Regions from separate parts of the Sus scrofa genome. Here region 1 is linked to region 2. The links are chromatin contacts, called in public promoter capture Hi-C maps. All regions are on one chromosome and are shown on one strand. The core of a region is the stretch at or near the end of the contact, and the rest is flanking DNA. Distances in the headings are between cores, read along the strand shown. Region 1 overlaps ELF2 (ETS-related transcription factor Elf-2). Region 2 holds the start of NDUFC1 (NADH:ubiquinone oxidoreductase subunit C1).

Region 1 (4,976 bases), core at 689-3,188, 160 kb after region 2:
TTCATGACTAAAAATTCTGAATGGATAATCCAGTCTCTCAGAGACTGGCATGTTCTGTTGTTTGCTAATAAAAACCTGTTTAGTGTGTTCTTTAATTCTTCTGAGGAGGGAAAAGGACGAAGTCAGTCTCTGAGAGAAGTTGGAAGCTCCTTACTTTGTCAAGTAAAGCTTTTACAATATTTTGTAGGTATCACTTTTTTGTTGGTATGCCTGTTTCAAACTGCAGCGCTTTCAAGTGAACGGGTTACAGGTAGCATAAGCTGTGACACGGGCAAACAAGTTAGACAGCCACCTTTATTTCCAGCTGCGGGACTGGGTGTTAGATCTCTTCCAGAAAGAAAATTTGATTAATGGCTCTTTTCTAGAGTGAGGACAATTGCAGACTTTTCTTCTGCAGAGCGTGAAATGTGCCTCTTCCTGCCGAGGGGCCTCGTCCTAGCCGTGGATCCCGCGACCACTTCCAGCCTCAGGTGTCCCTCTCGCCGCGGGCCGCAGCGCTCTCCGGGGCGGGCGTCCGGGACTTCCTGTCTGGGCGCGGGGCGGAAGGATCGCGTTGCCAGCCGAGGCGGCCGCCGCCGCCGCCGCCCCTGCCGTTAGGTGGTGGGGTTTCTCAGCCCGGCGGCGGGAGGCGGGCCGCCCTCGGCTTCCTGTCGGAGGACGCGCAAGGATCCGGGCGTCTGAGTGTGTGCGAGTGCGTGAGTGTGTGTCGGTCGCACGGCGTGTGTCTCCGGCCGCGGGTTCCGCCTCCTCCCCTGCCGCCGCTGCTCACGGTGTAAGTCAATGTGAAGCAGCAGCTCCAGCCCCGGGATAAACATGGCGACGTCTCTGCATGAGGGACCCACGAACCAGCTGGATCTGCTCATCCGGGCTGGTAAGGACAGGGGAACTTTCCTCCTGTGCATCGGTGCAGCTGGAGAGGAGATGCACAGGAGTGGGGGCGACTCCCCGGTGGTGGTCAGTGCAGGGGGTACCGTGTCCACCTCAGTCACTGGGGCGGCCGGGTGAAAGGGGGTTAGTGAATGAAGTAATGGAGGCGACGAATCAGGAAGTGATCACCTTGGAGAGTAACCTGCCTCGAATTCGGCGTTGTCGCTTCAGGGTTGGTTTGTGGAGCAGCGGCGGCAGCTGCCGGGCGGAGCGCTGGCAGTGGGTGCCGGGGAACCGAGCCGCAGTTAAGTTGGGGACTCGGGGGCGGACGAGTTGTGCGCTTCACCCCGGTTGCCCAGGAACCAGGAAGTGAGTGAGGCTGTTGTCTCCCGGCTGCGCCTGCCACGCTGTCTGACTGGAGAGGCCGCTAGTGCCCGCGGTCGGGGGCGGCGGGCTTCTCCCGTGGACGCTCGCCACCCCCGCCCGTTCTGCTTTCAGACTTGGTTCACAAATCCTCCACTTCCGCATGGACGAAGCAGCCCCGGGCCATGTCCGGTAGACCGATACCCGCCAAAAAAATGCTCTGACCCTTCTCTTCACATCCCCACCTTGTGCGGTCTGAGAAGTAACGGTTCGGGGAAGGGCACTTAATAACGTGGAGCGGCCCCGGGTGGGGTTTCTCTTGGGGGCCCGCCTTCCCTACCTCATTTAGTGGGCGTCTGTGGAGAAGTAGGTTTGTGCCCCTTCCCTCGTGGGTTGTTTTTTAGAGGGAGAATGGGAAGGGCACGGAATATGTTTTGTATCCCTGACCTGAGGGTTGGGGCGTCAGAGAAGAACGTTTATTTTTGTAAACAGTGGGTGAAGGTGGAGGAGTGGGGGCGGGCGGGAGGTAGTCTGGGCCCTAGGGAAGTCTCAGCACGGAATTGCCCCCTTTTCCCCTCCCCCCCAAGCCTCCCACCATAGCGGAAGCGCCTGGGAGAGGACAGAACCGACGAGATTGACAGGTCTCTGGTCCCAATCTGCTCGCTGAGATGTTCCAAATAAGAACGTTGGTTTCTGGGGGCGGGACTCTGGGCCCGCGCTGGGCCAATGAAGATTGGGCGGGAGTGAAGCTGACAATGTACGCATGGAATTGGAGGGAAGAGGAGTGTAAACACGGAAGTGGCCGCGGGGGTGGGGGATGTGCAGCGCCAATGCTGCAGCGGAAGGGCACGGACTTAAGTTACATAGAAAAAGCAGCTTTACCTAATAGCAGACGGCGCAGCGAGGGCCTTGAATAGACGTAGCAGTGCTTGAATACTGTTTATTGACTGTAATGAGCATAAATGTTCCTTTCCTTGGGATCTGTTTCATATTGCCATCGATGGGAGTTGGAAGATGGGCAATATTCACCTAAGAGTATTTCTGTAAAAGATCTTATCCTCTGTTTTCCATCCATTGTTTTTAGGTAGGGAAGTTTGGTTGGTGAAACTGTGATTCATTTCCATCGGGAGAAATCATAAGCATACATGTATCTTTAAATTTAACAGAAGAACATAATCTGTAAAATATAAGGTCCCAAAGAAAAATCAGTTTACTGAGTAGTGATTAAAACACATTTGACAGTTATTTTCTGATCAGAGCAAGAACTTAAATATTAGTGGAAAAGAGGCAGAGTACAACGAGAGCTTGTTCCCTTTGTATATGTTTAGTCCACTAATAATACTGTATCAATTAAGGGATGGGATTTTTTGGCTTTATATTATTGGTACTAACAATACTTTTATTAATTGTTTGGGTCAGTAGTGTTGAACATGTACCTTTCCAGAAGTATTCCCAGGGGTTGTGAGAACCTTAGTATAGCCCATGCAGTTAGGATTTTGAAAAATACTCTAAAGGTAAGAGGACTTATTTTGCTAACAGAGGATATATTTTTTTTTTTCCATAAGCTTTTGGAATTTTGAAAACTAAGGTGACCTGTAGAGTTACAGTTTGAAAATATAAAATTTTATCAGTTTTTTGATAAGTTTTTTTTTTTAGTTAAATGCTGTTTTTCAGTTCTATTGCCTTTCTTTAGTGTATACAATTTAAGTTTACCTTGTGATCATAATGTTCTGTAAAGAATACATTTTACAGGTGTTCCTTTATGGCACAGTGGGTTAAGGATCCCAGGTTGTCACTGCAGCATCTCTGGTTGCTGCTGTGGCACAGGTTTGATCCCTGGCCCAGGAACTTCCACATGCCATGGTCCCAGCCAAAAAAAAAAAGAATACATTTTACATATAATTGTTTTCAAATTATTCAGTTATGTTCGTGTAATATGAAGCTCCTTTACAACCCTTGTTTTAGGAGGAAATTCGAGACAGGTTTGCTAATTTACCCAAGGTTTATTCATTGAGTTCAGTGAGTTAAAAGTTGTAAAGGGAAAATGGCTCAGAAGATGCAGAATCATGGATCTAAATTTTTATTGCTTGCAATTTTTGATGATATGGGGAGAGTAATGTTTCTGAGGTTTGTATTTGTAAGTGAACATTATTCCCTTGAGGAGAGTCATCAAGTGTGAGAAGTCTTTCTTCACAAAGATCTTACAGTCTTAATTGAGACAGATGAAAATCTATATAATATATAATATGTAATATATATAAATGTTAATATAACTACAGTGGTTACTGTGATGGGCTGATGATTAGTGTGGAATGACTGATATTAAGGAAAACTTCTAGAGAAGATAAGCTTTATGTTGAATACTGTTAGTACAACTGTTGATTCTAAGAACAAAAAAAGCATTTAGTATAACCACTACTATTATATAAGACGCTAGAGGATATATTTTTGGTTTTATTTTCCTTCTTTAGAGACTTAACTATCAACTAGCTTTCAGCTTTAGTTACCAACATTCATGCTGTCAGAAGAAGTTTGAGTAAAGAATGAAGTCAATAAGTTTATTAAAAATAACTCATTTTTACATACAAAATATTTTTGTGGTAAAGACTTGATTTTTTTTTTTTTTTATATACAGCTTTCACTGGCAACATGATAAATGAGAAAGAGCCTTGACCCTGAAGTTAGGAGATAAGTCTTAATCCAGCTGTAACTATACTAGCTCTTTAAGGCTTCATTTTTTGCAAGAGGACAGGATTGACTAGGTGATTTCTAATAACTTTTAAAGCTTTAAGATTATAGGTGAAAAAAAGAAAAAAAAGATTATAGGTGGCTCAGAAGTACTTTTTAATAGAAAGTGATGGTTCTCTTTTTCTTGGTTTCTTTACATCATGTGAGTGAATTTGTAAGGTTGTTATGTAATGGTGAGGTTAATTTCTTTTAGCCAATCATTGTGCCAAATTTGAACTAGAGGCCATGTCTGTATGTTGACTAGCTGTGATATAGTTTATTTAATAATCTAGGTTCATTTCTTAATAGGAAATGAGTTTATAGGAGAAATGAATATCTATAGGAAAAAAAATGAGTGTTACTTTCTTAGTATTTATGCAAAAGTATTGTGTACATGTGGTCTGGAAGATTTTCAATTAAAAATATTCTACCTTCTTATTCTCAAGTATGTATTTTTTCATCTTTTTTTGAGAAATTGAAAATCGAGAAAGTGGAGAATTTGGGAATTAAGAAATACGGTAACCAGAGGTAGTGCTCTACTTTAACGCAGTTATTGAATGGAAAGGAGAAATTTTTTCTGGAACACGGATAGAGCAAATGTTCACAGACAATAAATACGTCTAGTTTGTCAAAGTTCATTATGAAATTTGAACTTGAAAATCTTATTTTTCATATACTATAAATTGGACTATGTAGTATCAATCTTGAAAAGTTCATCAGTTTGAAAAAATAGGCTGTGAAAAGATGAAGCATGTGTTTAAATAAAACTGTAGGAGTGGCATTAATTTTTTTTTAATTTATTTGAAAATGTGTTTAAGAAATTGCTTTTCAGAATTCATTGCAGCAGTAGTATCAAAATCATATGAAAGTTGGAGTTCCCGTCGTGGTGCAGTGGTTAATGAATCCAACCAGGAGCCATGAGGTTGCCAGTTCGATCCCTGGCCTTGCTCAGTGGGTTAAGGATCTGGCTTGCCGTGAGCTGTGGTGTAGGTAGCAGACGGAGCTCGGATCCCATGTTG
Region 2 (5,692 bases), core at 2,812-5,311:
GGTAACTGAACAGACCGACAGAGGCAGCCAAAATGGCGGACGCGGAGGGCTTTCCCACCCGGGTCACACCTCCTAGTACGCAGGCGCGATGACCTCCTTTCCCCACCCCTTGGTCCTGAAGCTTGCTGGGAAACCTGGAGCTGGCGGCTGGCCGGGGCCGGGAGGGTAGCGGCAAGCCCCGCCCACCCTTTCAGGTCCCAGCGTAGGAGGCGCGGGGGAAGCGAGGGGAGAGTAGCCAGCTGCTGTTCCCATCGCCTCCTCATCAAAAATAGCCTTTCTACTCCTCCTTGCTAAATTGGCCTTTCATTCATTGCGTAGAGGCTCCCTGTGCGTATAATCATAGTTTGAGCCTAAAGTGCTAAAATGTCGGTGTCCAAGAAGCGCCGTGTTTCCGGATGAAGTGCCAATTAGGTACCAGAGGCGAAGGAGAAATGAAGGCTTCACCCCAGTGGGTATTTGTAAATAGATATAGAGAAGATGGAGCTTAATGGAGTCTGAAAAGCGTGAAAGAGTTAACCAATTAAATGGGCCTGGCTGGGTATCGGTGATTTACTTTTACTACTTTAAGAGGACCCTGAAAGATAGCCAGACCCTGAAGTGCCATATTTGCACTGCTAAAGAAACATTTGAAGGTTAGAGTGTGTGTTTTTATTTTATCATTGAGTTCATGCAATGCAGTGTTGAGGACTGTATGAGTCACCTTGGGATAGTGAAGCATTCAAGGTCACTGACGCCCTTAGAGCTGGTATCAAGCTAGTGCTTAGCATTGTGACTCCCCTTCATTAGAAATCCTGAAATCTTAGGAAGCTGAAGAGTATCTGGCAAAGATAATAGAGAACTGCTGCAGTAAGCAAGGTCAGACTAGATACCGAATAGAGCCTCTTACAATTTCACTCACAATCAAGGTAAAACTATTTTAAAAATGGCAGTCTATTAATGACTGCAAATCATCACATATGAGCTATTTTTTACCCTTGGTTGTTTGCGATTATCTCTTTCCAGATCATGAATTCTATCAGCCGTAGCATTCTTTGTGTCATGCATCATTAAATAATATACACAATAGTTTTGATCTTTTAATCATATTTACACAAATACTTTACCCTCCTCAGCTTGCTCTTTAATCCTCCGTGGAAGGTGTGAGTTGAGCAACACATTTACCCATGGAAAAATCTGAGACTATTGCTTGGATTTTTGAGTACCCTCTCCTTTTGCCTGGGTCATAAGTAAGGCTTTAGCAGTCAAATCTGGAATTTCCTCAAATTCTCTGATCTCTTTAAAAGTTTCATGAAACAACTGCCTCTGAGTTTTGAAGTATGGTTTTCAGGGTTTTTTTAAACTTTAGCTTTCTAAAAAAATAATAAGACCCAAAACAAATTTAGAATCCATAAAAACGGTTATTTAGTGATAACCTTCAAACTTCACTGCACCTCAACAGATCTTTCAATTATCTGAACTATTAAAATATAGAAATACCGTCTAACTTAAGATAATAATTTTAACTTAGCTACCAACTGGGGTTTCCAAATCTCTAGCTTTATACCCAAAAGCCCCTGTAGCAATATTATTTGCTATGGTTTCCGAAATTTCTCCTGTAAATAATACGCTATTTTCACCTTGGGGGAAGAAAATTTATGTTCTTGAAACAAACAGTAGTTTCCACCAGGAGCTGAGTAACTGAATAGATGAACCAGCAATATGGTTTGGCTACTATGTTCTTTTTGGCTGATAACAAATAAATAGCAGTATTTAACACTCAGTGAATACTAGTCTGATTCAACATTTACGTGAGTCTTGTCCCAGTTAAAGTGCACCTACAGATAGCTGTTGGACACACAGTCAATGATTTAATACTCTGAACTCAGCAATAAAATATCTAGGCTGATAGATCACCGCTATTTGACAAAGAGAGATCCATTTGATGGGTTATGCTTTGAATGAGGGCCATGCAGGGAGTTACATCCAAGGCTAAATGATGATGATGATGATGGTTAGTTCATTCATCCTAGCCCATGTATTTGCATGTTACTATTGTAACAAATTAAACATAAATTAACAAATAACTTTTCCGTAGTTTCCAATTGTGGCTTAGTGGGTTAGGAACCGGACATAGTGTCGGTGAATATGTGGGTTCAATCCGTGGCCTTGCTCAGTGGGTCAATAATCCAGCGTTGCCACCAGCTGCAGCATAGAGGGTGAAGCTCAATCCTCTGTTGCTGTGGCTGTGGTGTAGACCAGCAGCTGCAGCTCCGATTTGACCCCTCACCTGGGAACCTCCTATATGCTCCTTTGGCAGCCCTAAAATACAACAACAAAATAATAATAATAATAATAAAACCTTTGTACTGTTTTCAAGTTTTGCTCCTTTTAAACCCTCACTGGGAGGTGTGAGTTAAGTACAGTGTTTCCCAGTGGAACAATCTAGGACTAAAAATTTGGTTTTCTGGCTGCTAACTCAAATTCTTCCCCCTTTACCTGGGTCATAAAGTTTTGGCATCAAATTCTGGAGATGCTTAAATGAATGTCATGTAGCAACTTCCACCAAAATATCATAGCTATTACCTCCTGGCTGGAATTGCTTCATCAGGATTCTTTTCAAGATGGAGTTTCACCTACAGCTGCCTACTCCAAGTATAGGGTTCCGTCAGCTCTGACATGCTGAGAAAAATGTGCTTCTACTTCATCACTTTCCCAAAATATACACTAGTAAAAGGATACATGGAGCAAAAAGAGAAAATAGCCTTTCCAACAGCAGTCCTGAAATTAGTAATTTGCCTACTGGCTCTGTATGCTCTGACTAAATATGGCTTCTGTTCCAGCTTGTTGGATACTAGCAAAAGCTGTGTCTAGACAAACTTCCAAGGGATGGTGTAGAAAGGATATACAACTGACAGGTTGCTGAGTGGACGAGAAGCCGAGAAGTTGAGAACCAACAACTGACTCAGCATGTTAGTTGGGTGGTTTGCTTACTTGAACATGAGCCCAAGAGGCTCAAACTAGGTTGCAAACTATAAAGTGACTCACAGTTTAGCAATCTATGCAGCCATCAGTTGCATGTAAAAATGAACCAGAAAACAGAGAACACTTATTTTACTCTCTAGTCAATAATTTTTGGTTAAATTTTTTTTTCAATGACATTGCTAAAGAAAATACAGGCGGAAAAGGAGATTTGCTAACATTATTTTTCTCTTAAAATGAACTTAAATGACATTAAGTTCAAAAGATTAGAGTTAGAGCCTTAAAATTTATCTTTTACCTATACATATGGTCTTTAGACATCAGATTGAATTGAAAATGAGATACACAAAAAATCTGGTTTAAATGTGAAAGATAAAACCCATTGCTCAGTGCAACAGGTATCAAAGAGCTAGGCAAAAATAAGTTATTTACAACTACCAGACACCTCCTAAGGTTTTCTGTTACAGATGTAAAAGGGAGGCATAGAGAGGTTAAATACTTTGAACTTAAAAATCATATAGGAGGGAGTTCCCACTGTGGTTTAGTGTGTTAAAGGATCCAACAGCTGCGGGGCTGTGATTCAATTCCTGGCCCAGGAACTTCCTAATGATGCATGGGACGTTAAAAAACAACAAACAAATAAAACATATAGCTAAAAAGAGGTGAACAAGAATGGCGCTTTGAACTTGGCTCCGCAGCTCATGGCCTCAGAGGACTGTCTACACCTGTTAGGTGTTTTAAGATCATCATCTGGTGTCTGAAAAACCTCAGTCCGAGTCCAACTTGCTAGCTGTGTGATCTTGAGCCTTCTAAAATACGAGGATTCGCTTCTCCTCACAGGGTTGTGAGTCGGGGTTATGAAATAAACTCTCAGAGAAGTGGCTAAACAATTTTTTTTTTTTCCGTTTTAATCCGCTCCTACCTAACTCCATTTTACGGATTGAAGACTGAAACCAGCGGAACTAGAGTACCCGGCGGTAACTGCGATACTTGAGATTCACACCCCTACGCAGCGCAGCCACAGAGCCCGGAGTCCCTCGCCTCCGCCCGCCAGGGGGCGCTCGGCCCCGCGCCGACCCCGGAACCGCGCGACTTGGGGAGGCGGAGCCCAGTCCGGCAAGATGGCGGCGTCCGCGTTATTGCGCCCCTTCTCAAAGCTGCTTTCATCGGCCAGGCTCCCAAGTGGCTGTAAGTGTCTCTCCTCGAGCAGGCAGTCTACTCTTTTCGGCCTGCGGCTCCCAGGGCGAACCCCGCCCGCGGAGGCATAAGGTGGCTGTGCGGCGAGCTCGTCCTGCTGTGACCTTCGCCGGCCAGTCCCGGAGCCCACGCTTGCCTCCATCCCTGACTCTCGGCTCCCCATCACCCGAGGTCCACCCTCCTCCGAGAGGCCACTCGACCCCTTTGGTCTCTGCGAATAGACTTTGAGCCCCTCGTCCTGCTGCTCTGCAGATTTGGTACTGCAGATGCGGAGAGGGGGGACCTTCCCGGAGGCGCTTCTATCCGCCCACTCCTGGGTCGTGAGGGTCCTCAAAAGCCAGCGTAGTGCGAGGATTTGAAGAGGTCCTGGATGACAGGGGCCACCCACCTGGCCCTGTTGGTGGCCCAGGATGAATTACTTGACCACTCTACCTTTCTTTCCGTGGCTGTCTTAAGAGAGGAGGTAGAAGGGAGGGTTAAATGCAGTAGTAACACATGTAAATGTCAGATTTATTCCCACAGGACTGTAAATTATAGATTTACAGACTTTGCATCCCCTTTCAGCTTCAGCGCGGTCAAAGTTCTACATTCGGGAACCACCACATGGCAGCCCTGACTGGCTGAAAGTTGGACTGACCTTGGGCACGTCCGTTTTCTTGTGGATCTATGTAAGTATTTACTCCCTTTAATCATGGGACTCCAACACAGTGCAGAGGACGAATAGCAGTGCGACATTGAATGTTGCTGAGCAAATGTCTCATACAATAGGATATTTATATAATTGCTAATAATGTTTCTCCATGAGGGAAATCTTAGAGACTAAAAAATATTAAGGTTTTGGGGCACCAAGAAAATGGGAAGAGGCTGAAACCTGTCATTGAATGGCTTATTTGTGAATGGCAGTTTTACTGCATGATTAATTATACTTTATCTCTTAACGAAGATAGCAGATTTGAGTTTTATGAAGGTACTATTTTCAGATGCCACAGGGGTGGATCATAAATAAACAAGATATGCAAATTAAATCCTATTAGACTTACAAAACATAAGGTTTTTTTTTTGGTCTTTTCTAGGTCCGCACCTGTGGCATATGGAGGTTCCCAGGCTAGGGGTCTAATCAGAGCTGTAGCCACCAGCCTACGCCAGAGGCAGCAACTGCAGGATCTGAGCCGCATCTGTGACCTATGCCACAGCTAAATGGCAGTGCTGCATCCTTAACCCACTGAGCGAGGCCATGGATGGAACCCACAACCTCATCGTTCCTAGTCGGATTCGTTAACCACTGAGCCATGACAGGGAACTCCCAAAACATAAGATTTTAACAATGTTTATATAAATACATTGTTGGAAATTGTACTTAGTGTGCAGCAGCCTTTTTCTCTTTTTTTTGGTCTTTGTTTACAGTGTGCTTTTTATGTAAAACTCATTTAGTGGTAGTGTGGTAGTATTACTCTTGTTGACCTTTTACAAATGAAGAAAACACTTGGAGAAATTAATTTGCTGAACCCAGGTCTCCCTGGCAGAGCTACAAATACTG

Evidence for each region. Promoter capture Hi-C pulls out the DNA fragments that hold promoters and counts their contacts.
Region 1: a contact with region 2 is called in a promoter capture Hi-C map of fetal liver, with 2.8 times the contacts expected there. The contact joins the enhancer-like site here to the promoter of NDUFC1 in region 2. A contact is called at or near these places in 3 of 5 promoter capture datasets (fetal liver, fetal skeletal muscle and liver), 5 of 47 Hi-C or Micro-C datasets (heart right ventricle, liver and skeletal muscle) and 2 of 2 datasets of contacts at active chromatin or transcription factors (alveolar macrophages and skeletal muscle).

Annotation. Positions count from the first base shown.
Region 1 is chr8:87,854,128-87,859,103 of Sscrofa11.1, forward strand. All of the region lies in intron 4 of ELF2 (ETS-related transcription factor Elf-2), which reads left to right. Among named protein-coding and RNA genes, the nearest start is that of NOCT, 53 kb to the right of the region's middle. Within about 2 kb of position 1,939, at least 60 of the 83 cell types and tissues checked have an H3K27ac peak or open chromatin away from gene starts, as enhancers often do. A contact at or near this core is called in alveolar macrophages, fetal liver, fetal skeletal muscle and 2 more, where this site is marked.
Region 2 is chr8:87,691,212-87,696,903 of Sscrofa11.1, forward strand. NDUFC1 (NADH:ubiquinone oxidoreductase subunit C1) reads left to right here and starts at 4,062. Exons shown (of 4, transcript NM_001097470.2): 1 at 4,062-4,146; 2 at 4,720-4,823. The coding sequence starts at 4,080. It overlaps NAA15 (N-alpha-acetyltransferase 15, NatA auxiliary subunit), which reads right to left and starts at 102. Exons shown (of 20, transcript XM_003129186.6): 1 at 1-102.